Linked DNA regions of Mus musculus: region 2 is linked to region 1. The links are chromatin contacts, called in public Hi-C maps. All regions are on one chromosome and are shown on one strand. Each heading gives the region's core, a stretch centred on a gene start, on an enhancer-like site or on the middle of the called end of the contact. The rest is flanking DNA. Distances are from core to core; before and after follow the strand shown. Region 1 overlaps Rc3h2 (ring finger and CCCH-type zinc finger domains 2). Region 2 holds the start of Rabgap1 (RAB GTPase activating protein 1).

Evidence for each region. Hi-C and Micro-C count contacts between places; a contact is called where the count stands out from the background.
Region 2: a contact with region 1 is called in a Hi-C map of the HPC-7 cell line, with 1.8 times the contacts expected there. The contact joins the promoter of Rabgap1 here to the enhancer-like site in region 1. A contact is called at or near these places in 3 of 39 promoter capture datasets (hematopoietic stem and progenitor cells, macrophages and neutrophils), 2 of 15 datasets of contacts at CTCF or cohesin (CD8 T cells and the NIH/3T3 cell line), 3 of 484 Hi-C or Micro-C datasets (CD4 T cells, the HPC-7 cell line and pre-B cells), 4 of 115 datasets of contacts at active chromatin or transcription factors (the SCID.adh cell line, embryonic stem cells and epiblast stem cells) and 4 of 9 other capture datasets (adipose tissue, liver, macrophages and 1 more).

Annotation. Positions count from the first base shown.
Region 1 is chr2:37,372,262-37,379,219 of GRCm38.p6, reverse strand. It overlaps Rc3h2 (ring finger and CCCH-type zinc finger domains 2), which reads left to right. Exons shown (of 22, transcript NM_001100591.1): 15 at 216-362; 16 at 699-912; 17 at 1,285-1,369; 18 at 1,784-1,865; 19 at 1,952-2,086; 20 at 2,224-2,331; 21 at 2,430-2,578; 22 at 3,792-6,958. The coding sequence ends at 3,987. Among named protein-coding and RNA genes, the nearest start is that of Pdcl, 16 kb to the right of the region's middle. Within about 2 kb of position 3,014, at least 35 of the 459 cell types and tissues checked have an H3K27ac peak or open chromatin away from gene starts, as enhancers often do. A contact at or near this core is called in the HPC-7 cell line, the NIH/3T3 cell line, the SCID.adh cell line and 1 more, where this site is marked.
Region 2 is chr2:37,438,595-37,445,008 of GRCm38.p6, reverse strand. Rabgap1 (RAB GTPase activating protein 1) reads right to left here and starts at 1,724. Exons shown (of 26, transcript NM_146121.2): 1 at 1,553-1,724. Zbtb26 (zinc finger and BTB domain containing 26) reads left to right here and starts at 1,837. Exons shown (of 2, transcript NM_199025.3): 1 at 1,837-2,322.

The sequences.
Region 1 (6,958 bases), core at 1,765-4,264:
TGACCTTGAACTCCATGCCTTAGACTACCAAATGATGTTTGTTACGGAAGTGAGCCAACATACCCAACTGTTATTTAGTTATGGGAAAGAGTTTACTTATTAACTACATGATCCTTTAATTGTATGATAGTTACTTAGTATTAGTTAGTTTACAAGCTTGTAAAGTTAGGTTTCATACTAATTTACCTTCTTTCCCCCCTTCTTTTTTTAATCAGTTCTCTGAGAGTGTGAGTGGCGCAAAATTTGAGGAAGACCATCTTTCCCATTATTCTCCCTGGTCTTGTGGTACCATAGGCTCTTGTATAAATGCCATTGATTCGGAGCCCAAAGACGTAATTGCTAATTCAAATGCTGTATTGATGGTATGATTTGCTTGATTGGGGAAGGGGGTGGTGGAGGTAGGGAAGATAATGTTGGTATCTGAAGTTTTTAAATGAATACTTTAGTCTTTCATATTCTGGCTATGTATAACTTACCTGTAAGTATCAGGGTAATATTTCAACAAAACTAATTTTATGTAATGTTTAAATTATTTAACCGTAGTTTGGTAGTTTAATATAGTTGTTATATACCATTGAGATCTAAAGTTAGTATAAAGTTGACCAGAAAAACCTAATTATGTGTTTTGAGAACATACTTTATCTTTAGCTACAGCAATCGTCAGCAGCTCTTTCATGGGTATTTTTTGGTCTGTGTAGGACCTGGACAGTGGGGATGTAAAGAGAAGAGTGCATTTATTTGAAGCTCAGAGAAGGACAAAAGAAGAAGACCCAATTATTCCCTTTAGTGACGGACCCATTATCTCAAAATGGGGTGCAATTTCCCGATCCTCCCGAACAGGTTACCATACAACAGATCCCGTCCAGGCAACTGCTTCCCAAGGAAGTGCAACTAAGCCCATCAGCGTATCAGGTAAGCCATTTTACTAATACCAAGGAATTTTTTTTACCATGTACTGTTTATTCCTAACCTCTGAGGTAGAAAACTTAATAATATGAGAATGAAATGGTTTAAGTAGAATTTTTGGCTAGTGGGAAAAAATACATTGCCATTTTAAATAGTACATATTTATATTCTGATTTTTAAATTTTCTTTCTTTCTTTCTTTCTTTTTTTTTTTTTTTTAGTTTTTTGAGACAGGTTCTCACTATATCCCAGCTGGCCTCAAAGCATAGCTGTGGCAGTGCTTCTGCCTTAGCCTCCTGAGTGCTGGGATTGCAGATGTGTACCACCTTGTCTGGCTTATTTTCTGCCTTTCTAAACTGTTTTTCTGTGTTCCATGCAGATTATGTCCCTTACGTGAATGCTGTCGATTCAAGGTGGAGTTCATATGGCAACGATGCTACATCATCAGCACACTATATTGAACGGTAACTATACTCTCATTTCCTTTACTCTCAAACTTACATGCACCTAAAATAGAAAAATCATTACTGGTTGTCCATGGATTAAGCCTTGCTAATTTGAGCTGTGTAAAAACTTTCTGAATGCTGGGCGTGGTGGCGCACGCCTTTAATCCCAGCACCTGGGAGGCAGAGGCAGGCGGATTTCTGAGTTCGAGGCCAGCCTGGTCTACAGAGTGAGTTCCAGGACAGCCAGGGCTACACAGAGAAACCCTGTCTCAAAAAAAAAAAAAAAAAAAAAAAAAACTTTCTGGAACAAATTTTACATTTGGAATAGTGACTAAAACACATTCAGTGATCGTTACAAAGAACATAGAGTCATTATTGCTTTGGCTCCTTTATGTCTCACTTTAACTACAGTAAATATAATTCTTTTTAAAGGGACAGATTCATTGTTACTGATTTATCTGGTCATAGAAAGCATTCTAGTACCGGAGACCTTTTGAGCATTGAACTTCAGCAGGTAGGCTCTATATATTTAGCTTTGATTTTTAAAACGTAAAATAATAATTGAAAGCTAAGCTTATGTTTTCTTCTCTCTTCATGGAGGCCAAGAGTAACTCATTACTTCTTCAGAGGGAAGCTAATGCTCTGGCCATGCAACAAAAGTGGAATTCCCTGGATGAAGGCCGTCACCTTACTTTAAATCTTCTAAGCAAGGAAATTGAACTAAGAAATGGAGAGGTAAGGGAACCGAACCTCTCAGCAATACACTCTCAGACTTCTGAACTAAATCTTTAACTGTACCATTAGGCTTCTTATTTTTATTTAAAAGAGATTCTGCAGGTATAAAATTAATATAATTTTTTTTTAATTTATAGAATGACTACACAGAAGACACTGTAGATACAAAGCCTGATAGGGATATTGAGTTAGAGCTTTCAGCCCTTGATACTGATGAACCTGATGGCCAGAGTGAACAAATTGAAGTAAGTTCCTCAATTGGATAAGTAGTGGCTTTGTTTTGTTGCAAATTAAAATACATAAAATACTGTCATATTGAAGGATTAACATTTTATTTTCTCAGGAAATTTTGGACATACAACTTGGTATCAGTTCTCAAAATGACCAGTTGCTCAATGGAACAGCAGTGGAAAATGGTCATCCAGCCCAGCAGCACCAGAAGGACCCAGGAAAGCCGAAGAGACAGAGTTTAGGTGAAGACCATGTGATTCTGTGAGTGTTAGACAGACCCTTCATAATCAGAGGGTAGAGGCGATCAATACTTAGCGCTAGATGTGCTGGTAGATTCTTGGTTTTTTGTTTTTTTTTTGTTTTTTTTTTTTTTTGCCTTTTTCTATTTATGGGGAAACCTTGTATAATAAAGTAATGATTTGGTCAGTCTGTGTTTTTAGAGGAATTTGAACTAGTAAAGCAGTTTATTTTAAAACCAAAACTCAATTTGGGAATGAAAGTTCTCTTATCTCTAACATCAGGTTATAGTTCTTCAATTTGACCAAACTTGAAGATCATAGGATGGAAAAATAAATCCTAGATTATTTCAGTATTTGGGAAGCACAGGCAGAATCTGCTATTTATATGCTCTAAGTTGTCATGGACTCCAGAGGAAGACAAACCACAAAGTCTAAAAAGCAAACCACAAGGGGCTGGAGAGGTGACTCAGCAGTTAAGCGCACTTGTTTTTTGTAGAAGACTCAGGTTTGTTCCTGAGCCTAAGCATTCACATGGTGGCTTATGACCATCCATAACTCTTGTTTCAAGTGATTCAACCCCCCTCTTGCAACCTCCAAGGGCATTGTACACATGTGGTGCACATACATACATGAAAGCAAAATACTGTATACATAAATTTTATTTTAAAAAACCTTAAAAACTAAAGCAAACAAAAACCTGTGCTGAATGTTTCTTGTTTTAAAAAATCTTGTTATGATGTTCTTGGCTATTATATTGCTATTTTGTATAATTTTTGCCAAATATTTGGTCCTGGTCTTAAAATACTGATTAGATGACACAAATTATCAAGTTTAATTTTTAAATTTTGAAAATATGACCTTTTTAGTGACTTGTAATACTTTAAAAATTATTTAATTTTTATTTATTAGCTTTTATGTGTATGGGTGTTTTGACTGCATATATGTCTATGTGTGTGCAAGCTTTGTGCCCAAAGAGGCCCGGAAGGACATTGCTTCCTCTGAGATTGGAGTTACAGACTGCTGTGTGGTTTTGGCTGTTGAACCCCCAGGTCCTCTGGAGTAGCAGTTGTGCTTTAACTTCTGAGCCTTCTCTTTAGCCCCTACTTAATACATTTTTTAATAAAGAAGATAGGCTTTTCTGTGGGCTTAGAGTTTGAAGTAGCTTTCAGAGAGCAAATGTGATAACTCTTAAATTGTACATAAGTTAATTTGCTTTCACTGTCATTTTCTCTCAGGGAGGAGCAAAAACCAATTCTGCCGGTAACATCTTGCTTTAGCCAGCCACGTCCAATGTCTATTAGCAGTGCAAGCTGCCTCCCCATCACCACATCTGTCAGTGTTGGCAACCTCATTCTGAAAACTCACGTTATGTCTGAAGATAAAAACGACTTTTTAAAACCTATTGCAAATGGGAAGATGGTTAACAGCTGAAAGGAGGCTCAGCTTTCAAATCTGTGACCACACCATGGAAGCATTTACACTAGCTTTTTATATATATAATATATATTATATAATGTATATTTTTTTTAAAAAAAAAGATATTACTGGGGGCATCCATTTCCTGTGGACTCTTTGATACTTCAAGCCCTCTTGCATTAGCATTATGAAAAAAAAGAAAATTTACTTTACTAGGGTAATGTTCACTTTCCAGAAATTATTGGAATTTGGACAACATTTAACTTAAGCTTCAAGCAGCTTTTTATGAGTTTGTAGCAATCCGGTGCAGTAACTGAGCCATTTCCTATTTTAAATGGCTTCTACAGTAAATTAACAACTCAGTTATTAAACTAGCAGGATCCTACAATGATACATCTAGTGAAAGTAGAGTTAATTAACTTATTTCTATTTTATGTTTCACTGAGAGAAATTTCCATCTCATTCCAGCTGCTTTATTTATCTTTTTCATTGGACTTTGCATGGATTTTTCTTTCTTTCTTTTTTTGTTTTGTTTTGTTTTGTTTTTCCTTTTCTTTTCTGTCTTTTTTTTTTTTTTTTGAGAGTGGAGTTAGATGTTCTTACCATAGAGTTTTACAGGGTTATAATAGCTTTCTTTACTGCATTATATGTAGAAGTGTAGTGCAGTGCTTTTATCTGTAGCATTTAATTTTTTAATTTTCCATTTTTCAAGAATAGTTTCTGCTTTGTTAATATTTATACACAGGCTACTTGTTGAAGTAATTAATTAAAAATATAACCAAGTGCCTAAGTCTTTCAGCTGATGTACTAGATATTAAATTCTCCTAAGTTATGCAGAATCGTTTTTACAATTTTGATAAATTATGCACTAATGTAATGGCAATTTTTTAAAATGCAGATTTAAGCCTGTACATTATTGAATCTGATGACTTGGCAAAAGAATCAGGTGCTTTCAGCTTTCTTGAGAAAACCCTGTATGTAGCGTTTGCACTGACTAACAAGATGGTATTGCTGGGTCTTTAATTTAAAGAAATTAATTTGGGTGTTCATTGCATTATTTAGTTAGATATTGTTTATTGTTACTTCATGTTGGGTTTAATTTTCTTGTTTTCTGACTGTTAGGTTGATAAGACTTTGAACCATGTAGTAGTAGAACATTGGCTAACATTACCCATACTTAAAAACATGAATAATTTCTGCCCTGCCATAATGTGACTGAAATTTTCACTTGGCATCTGAAAGTATGCAGTATGTTCAACCAGCTCTGCCCCAGATTTGTGGGTAGTAGTTTATTGAAGCTTAAATTTCAGTCAATATTTAAAAACAAAAGCAGGGCATGCCTTTCTGGTAGTAATCTAATAGTTTATCTTTTTGTTTTTCTTCCATTTCTTTAAGATTAGTTTGACTTTTATTATTTTTTAATTAACTTCTGTGAAGTTGTTTACTCTGAAAATTGTACTGGAATATTTTAAGCCAAGCTGATCTTTCACCAGGTGTACTGTATGTAAGGGCTTCTCCTGCTAGCAAGATGCTTAAACAGGATCATGTTATTGGTCGTCTGAGCTATTTAGTTATTTTACAAAAACCACAGCATTGTATCAGAGAAGATTTTGATAAAAGTTTTGTGCACATTTCCAGGGGTGGGAGGGTTAACATTTCCCTGAAATTTCTTGATTGGAATGAGTAAATACTGGTGTTTGATACCTGTCTTAATGAACATGCTCATAAGGTGACTGATACGTTGTAAATAATACCTGAGAAACAAAGGGGTAGTTTTGATATTCTGGTGTCAGTATGGAAGATCTTACACATTTATTTAATACTCAAGTGTATGAAGATGTTTGTTTATAACATAACAGCACAGTAGCCTTGACTTAGTTTTATTTGGTTAGTACTGTACCTTTTTGCCATGGCCAGTGCTCCCCATCCCTACAAAGACATTTTATTTATTTTACTCTGTAACCTGAAATGAAGAGGAACAAGAGTTTTAAACCATGTTACATTAACTTATTTCTGACATTATAAATTAGCCTAGGATATTACAGGAACATGATTGTTATATAATTTATATCAGAACCTTTCTATAAATATGAGCTTATTACATTTGAAATGTTTCCAATGTATTTTTCTTTTCCTTCTCTTCTCTTCTCTTCTCTTCTCTCTTCTCTCTTCTCTCTTCTCTCTTCTCTCTTCTTTTCTTTTCTTTTCTTTTCTTTTCTTTTCTTTTCTTTTCTTTTCTTTTCTTTTCTTTCTGTTTGTAATTCCAAAAAGGTTATGTAAACCAGTCTGTCTATTTCATGGATATTTAATAGTGAGATCTTCCATGTTGAAGGTAATGTATTTTTTTTTAAGATTTTAAAATTGCTATTTTGTTACAAAATAGAGACCTATTAACAGTTGAGAGCTCCTTATGTGCCCTCAGGGAAAGAACCCTCTGTGCAGCAGAGCTACACGAACATCTTCAGCACTTTCTGAGGGTGATTATATACTACATAAATTGATCTTGTGTATTTAACCTTATCTTTTTAATTTTAAAGTTGAAATTTTGAAACGTGGTTGTGCTCTTCTGGAGGGGTTGGGATGCTTAGGTGTTTGCCTACTTGTTCAGTAAACTGCATTTCATCAGTGTATGTGTACACCTGCCAACCTTATTGGTGTGTCTCAAACATTTATAGGAAAATAGTGCTTGTCTTGCAGCAGATGATCCCATAAAACAATAACTTCTAATTCTTAAATGTTTACTCTTTCTCACTAACAACACAGGAATTGTTTCTGTGTTCACATTATTCTGTATTGCATTTTTTATGTGGTGACAGCTTACTGTATGTTTTAGTGGGTATAATTTGAAATAAGGCTATTGGATCTCTGCCACTTAAGAAGAAAGAACAGTTCATCTGACCTTTCTTCAAAATGATACCTGCTGATGTCACAGAGGAAAATAGTACAAACAGACCTAGAATGTGTTTTTTTTTAATTGGGGCAATCA
Region 2 (6,414 bases), core at 475-2,974, 67 kb before region 1:
TTCAACATTGTATTAAAACTGTTTGCCCTATTAGGAAAAAAAAAGCATCCTGCTGGAAAAGAAGTAAATGATTTCTGTTCATAGACTACACCAACGTGTAATAGAAAGATCAAAAGAGTCCACAAGAGGGGCTACCTGAATAAATGAATTGCAAGAGCTATGCAAACACACTTTTAAAAAGCAGTGCTTTGTTTGTTTGTTTGCTTGTTTGTTTTTCGAGACAGGGTTTCTCGGTATAGCAGTGGCTGTCCTGGTACTCATTCTGTAGACCAGGCTGGCTTCGAACTCAGAAATCCACCTGCCTCTGTCTCCCGAGTGCTGGGATTAAAGGCGTGCACCACCATGCCCGGCTAAAAGCAGTGCTTTTTTTAAATGTATTTTTTAGACACTAGCAATAAGCACTATGAAAATTGAGGCAGACCCTGATAAAAATGTGTGAATGAACCAAGAATGCAGAAAACTAAGAAGACATTTCTGAAAATAATTTATATAAAAGGCCTGAAGAGGCACCTTGTGTTTATGGGCAAGAAGACATAAAATAATAATAATAATAATAATACTATTCAAAGCAACCTACAGATTTACAAAAACGGAAAAAAAAAAAAAACGTTCCAAAAGCCGTTTCCCAAGAAATGGTAGTCAATCCTCAAATCAATACAAAAGTATGGCTGAAGATGTAGCTCAGTAATACAGTATTTGCGTATCATGAAAAGTCCTAGGTCCAGTTCCTGATACTAAATTCAGATGGAAGTGAAAAACATCTCGAAGAACCAAAACAGTCTTGAATAAAGATGGAGCACTCACAGTAAATGCCAAACTGCCTGCAAAGTTACGATTATTAAAGCAGTATGGTACTAGCACAAGAATAAACATAGACCACCGTACTCTAGACAGCCCAATAAGAAACTCTCATAAAGCGAACTGATTTCCAAAAAGTCCACTCAATGGGCAAAAAGTTCACCTTTTCAACAGATATTACGGAAAATGGATATCCACAAAATAATACAAGGAGTTAATGCGGGAATAGCTAGCAGTGGTTATACAACATTGTACAAAGCCACTTAGCTTTAAGCTTGGAAAAAGATTAAATTGATAATTATTTCTGTTTCCTATAATAACACCACCAAACGGTAAATAAAACAAATGTAGAGAAAGCAATAACTAAGTGGATGGGCAAAGTAAAGGGAATTCAGAATGATTTCCAGATTTTCTCTTTGGGAAGAGGCCCTGTATGATTGTTTCACCAAACAAGAACTATAGCTAGGTAGGCCTGGGCATGAACTTGTTACGAAAAAGGCACACTAAACACTGGACAACAGGAAATCGGTCTAAGTGGCTGGCTCCAGTGCTCAAGAGAGGTATTCAGGTTAACCACAGATTTGTGAACGGCTAGGGTAACCAAAGATAAGGAAGGCAAGAGATTGACCTGGGAACATAAAAGGAAGATTTCCTAAGAAACACCAGTATCCACAAGGGACGGGACCCAACAACAGCTTTCTGCATTCCAGGCTCCCACGCAGCGAGTCCACATCCCTGGGCGGGAGGGACTTACCACGGCTTGTTCGCAGACAGGCTGCTCAGGCCCATGCAGGCAACGGTCAGCGGGAGCACTTCGTGACTGCAGCCGCGAAGAAGAGAGCTCGGGCCCGCCTTCTACCGAAGAACCACAAGCAGCAGAGCTCACGAAGCCGACCCTCCGCAGCCCGATTCCCTGGCCTCGCCCCGCCCACAACGCGGAAAGTCCCTCTCAGGGGCCCGTCGTCCTCCGAGCATTCCGATTGGCGGAGATGACCATGGGACCTGGAAGTTGTCTTTGTCCGGCCAGGGCTGCCCTTCCGGTTCCGTTGGGTCCCCCTTTGGCTCAGGTTGCCTGCCCCTCCCCCTTCCCGGAGCCCCGAGGGGCCGCAGCTCCTGGTTTTGCCAGATGTAGATGGCGACCTTCCCCCCGGGTCTGTAAGTTCGGAGGCCACCCGAGAGCCGGGCTAGGGTGCGGGGTCTCTGGAAATGGAGCCCCCGTGGGGACCTGGATCGGCCGCAACCTGCCCTGGGATGGGAGCCAAGGAGCTGGTCTAGGCCCCCAGACTTTTGAGCCATTGGACTGGCCCATGCTGCATCCCACTTTCTTCCCCTTCCCGAATCTGCAGTGGGGAATCTCAGGATGCCCCAGGGACCGCTTCCTGAGACCCTCTATATAGGGCCCTGTAGCTGGCCAGGAAGCCAGACTCTGGCATTTTGTAAAAAGTGCTGCAGTTGAGGCCGGCAGAAAACTGAACGGCGGGAGCTAGCCAAGGCAAGGCCTTCAGTGCCAACCGCGAGTCTACTGTAAGTGCCAGGTTTTGATGGGTTTTACCCTTGCTCAACCGCGGATTACAGCACCTTTTGAATTACTGGTGTTATGCCATTCAATAGAGGTTCATCAAATATCCAGTGTTCATCTCCAGTTTGGAAGCGACATTTATAAGCAAATTGATGTTCGTAAGAGGGTGGAGGGTATGCAATATGTTACTTTAATCAACTGCTCTAAGGACAGTTGCTGGGAAGCCTGTAGAAGAGAGTGGCCTCTAAATCCTACTTCTTGATAAAGAGAACTCGTGAAATTACTTTTTCCAAAAAAAGAAAAGTTGTAGTGGTACTGAGACGTTACAGACTATGAGAAAAAGGAATAGGGACAGGGAGGTTGTGTACATAAGAGTTTGAGTTGGAGAAGTAAAGTGAAATCCAAATAGTGAAAAGTTTAACCAACACTAAATGAGATGAATTATCTTTTTGAAGCTCTTTGAGCAGGAAACTGATATGGTCAGATTTGTACTACAGAAAGTAATTTTGTTCTCTGGGAAGCCTGTAGAATAGAAATAGCTGACTCTGGGTTCTCTTAGCTAAAGTCTAGGTACTTATATTTGAGATTATTTTGAAAAGGTGATGACGTCCTGGTGAGATGCATTAAAATCTAAAGTAGAGTTACGGTATTGTTACAAGAAAGGAGGCAAGTGCTAATGTGTCATAGATAATTATACGCTGAAAGAGAAGAAAAAGTAAGTCTTAGAATTTAAGCAGTTGACATTTGAAGAATAGCAATGCCATAATCAGAAATAAAACCACAAAGAATTACAAATTCAGTTTTTGAGTTTGAATTTATGTCTAAAGGGATAGTGACATACAGCTGCCCAGTGTAGGAGCTGGGGACACAGATATGGAGATGAGCCTCAGCGTCATAGCATGTAGACCATAAGAAGATCTGGCATCCTAGAGGGTGCACTGAGAAAGAAGGTTACTGGGAGGACAATGGCTACGCTAATGAAGCAGGAACTCCAATTGGAGCCAACAGTAAAAGGGAGAAAAGAACACAGGGTTGAAGCAACTAGGGTGACCCAAATATCAGAAGAGGATTTTGAAGAGAATCCCTTGGATCTTTTTTGTTAACAGGATGGGTAAGAAGCAATTTTAGTAGATGAGGTAATGAAATATAAAATATCAGAGGCCTCAACTGGTTTGATATTCCATTGGAGAAACGTGAAAGATTTGTTTATTTACTGAACATGTTTAAAGAGCACATAGCAGGCACCATTCTAAGTTCATTTGAAAATTAACTAATAGGCTGGAACGATAGTCAGTAGATACAGCTCTTGCAGAAGATGTGGGTTCCGTTCTCAGAGCTCACACGGTGTCTCAGAATTATCATAATTCCAGTTCCAGGGGATCTCCTACCTTCTGGCCTCCATGCGCCAGGCATGCGAGTGGTGCACATACACACATGCAGGCAGACACTCATAAAACAATTACTTCTTTAATGATGAACTTACTTAATTTTCCTTAGCAGCCCCATTTATTATTGGTTGAAAAGAATCCTGAAACAGACTGGATAAGTAAGTGGCTGAACAGAGTTCTAACTGTAGAAATACGACTCCAGAGTCCGTGCTGTACTCACTGTACTGTGTTATGACTAGATGGGAGTCAAGGAGTGGGAGAGTGTAAGGAAAAATTGGCTTCTTGATTAAAAAGGAGACCTCTAAGCATAGCGAGGGTGAGAAGAGGTAAGTGATGAGTTTATGTTGTATTGTGTATATGTTTTTTCTTTCTTCTGTCCTAAGGTCCACTTCCATTCTATGCAAACTTAGGTGTACTTTTTGTACTCTAATGTTTTCATTTACAATCTGCTTACCATTTCAGTGAGGTTTCTTCTACAGCTTTTGATGTGTGGTGTGTTTCTAACCAGCTCCCCTGGTGGTGCCAGGAAGGCTCTTTTGGTGGATTTTGATAAGCAGCCTATGATCATCTCCTCTAGTAGTCGCTAGGTTAACTGAATGACATACCAAGAGATCCAGCCACTAAAGCCAAATATCTTAGAGTTATTTGGATAGTTTCTCTCTTGTTCTTCACCTTGATGAGCATGGTCATTGTTTAGCTGATTCTTTGTTTTAAATTCTTTTTTAAATTTCTCTAGATAGTCACAATCTCATCATTTCTGTTTTGATCTGTTAAAATGATGGCATTAGTAAAAGGCTGTTCACTTAGCCATTTCCTATATATTCTTCAAATTGCAGAGTTTTGGCTAGTGCAAGAGTATAAGCATCATCATTTTTAAATATTAAATACCTAGAACAGTATCTCCTAGTATATTGTTGAGATTAAAGTTGATTAAATTTAGTAATGAGGATAGGGACTTAAGAATTCTTACCATAGTAATAAGTAATGACCTCTTGGGAAAGGAAACTAATGACAGGAAATAACTAATGGCTAAAGTGTGTGACCTAGGACTACATTATTAAGGGATAATTGGGCTGATAGGTATTGGGAAAAGTTTCCTAAAGGAAACCACAGACTTCCCTAACTTTTTTGGACTAAAGCAGAAAGATAAAAAAGCAGGCTTTTTCTTGAGACACCTCTTCAGCTGCTCATGTTGATAAGTTTCTGGAGAACTCAGGAGTGGGATGCAAATGAACCTGAATTCTAGTTTATCTGTAGAAAAACAAGGGACAAGTTTCCAAACTGAATACATTTGTCATAAAACATTCTAAGTGCTACCTCACTCTAGCTGAAAACAATGTTCACTTTTGACTATGACTAGGAAAATACTGGTCAGCTTCATGAATTCAAGATCAGCTCAACTCGAAAAAATGAATGGCACTTTTGTTTGGGCACTTGACATAATGGTCATTTTTATTATTTCTGGCTAAACTGGAACATTCAACATTTTCAACATTCACTTTTGAAATTACAGAATGAATATTTTAAAGCTACTGCCACTAAAACTGACTGCTTTTTTGAAGTTTGGCTGCTTCAAAATACTGATAATATTCCCAGTGTTTGAAACCTATTGATTTCTCTGCCACATTCACTTCTTTGTATTTAGAATGCCACACAGGAAGAAAAGTCACACTTTGTGATTATTAGCATGCACATGCCCCACCCTTCTGAAGGTTACTTCTTTCAGCTAAATTATAAGATTGAAGATATATATATATGTGTGTGTGTGTGTGTGTGTGTGTGTGTGTGTGTGTGTGTATGTGTGTGTGTGTATATGTATATGTATTGTTGTTGTTTGTTTTTTCCAGACAGGGTTTCTCTGTGTAGCCCTGGCTGTCCTGGAACTCACTCTGTAGACCAGACTGGCCTTGAACTCAGAAATCTGCCTGCCTCTGCCTCTGGAGTGCTGGGATTAAAGGCGTGAGCCACCACGCCCAGCGATATTTTTTTATTGTTGAGGTTTGATCTCACAATGTAGCTCAGGCTGGCTAGAACTTGAATTCTAACCCCCTCAGCCTCTGGGTACTGTGTGCATAGATTTGTGCCTTCAGGCCCAGCTTGAGGTTTTGTTTTTGTTTTTAATATTCTTCTCATTATCAGTTATCAAGGTCCCTGAAAAAGCTTTTACTATTTTTTGCTTGTTTCTTATTACTATTTTCATTCCTTTCTAGTCCCTTGTGGCCCCAAACCCATAATGCCTCCAATCTGTTCTATGTAACAAGGTTATTTTTATTGTAAACCTAACTCTGTAGGCTCAACTACTGCATACTGAGCCTTCCTGTGTGTTTGGTTTGGTACTAGGTGATAATAGTCTGCACCAGTTTGAATAGAAGAGAGATAGGATGTGGGTGTTGCCGCCTAATGCCAGGGAATTTGTAGTTTGGACAGGAAGGAAGTTTCTGATGAAGCAGTGTGAGTGTTATATAGAAGTACTGTGCTGTGGGCTCTACAGACAACACTTCTCTTAAGTGGAAAGAACTAGAGAGCCAGGCTGGCTAGAATGCAGTGTTCTAGAGTAGTCAATGTGACAAACTTAGAGCAAGTAGATATATTGTGTACCTGTCAGAGAGGAATAAGAATAACATCTGGACTCTTGTCATCAGGAACTGTTACTCTGAAAAATTAAGATTATGAATTTTGTGCTTCAGAATCTAGATGTGATGCCAGGCA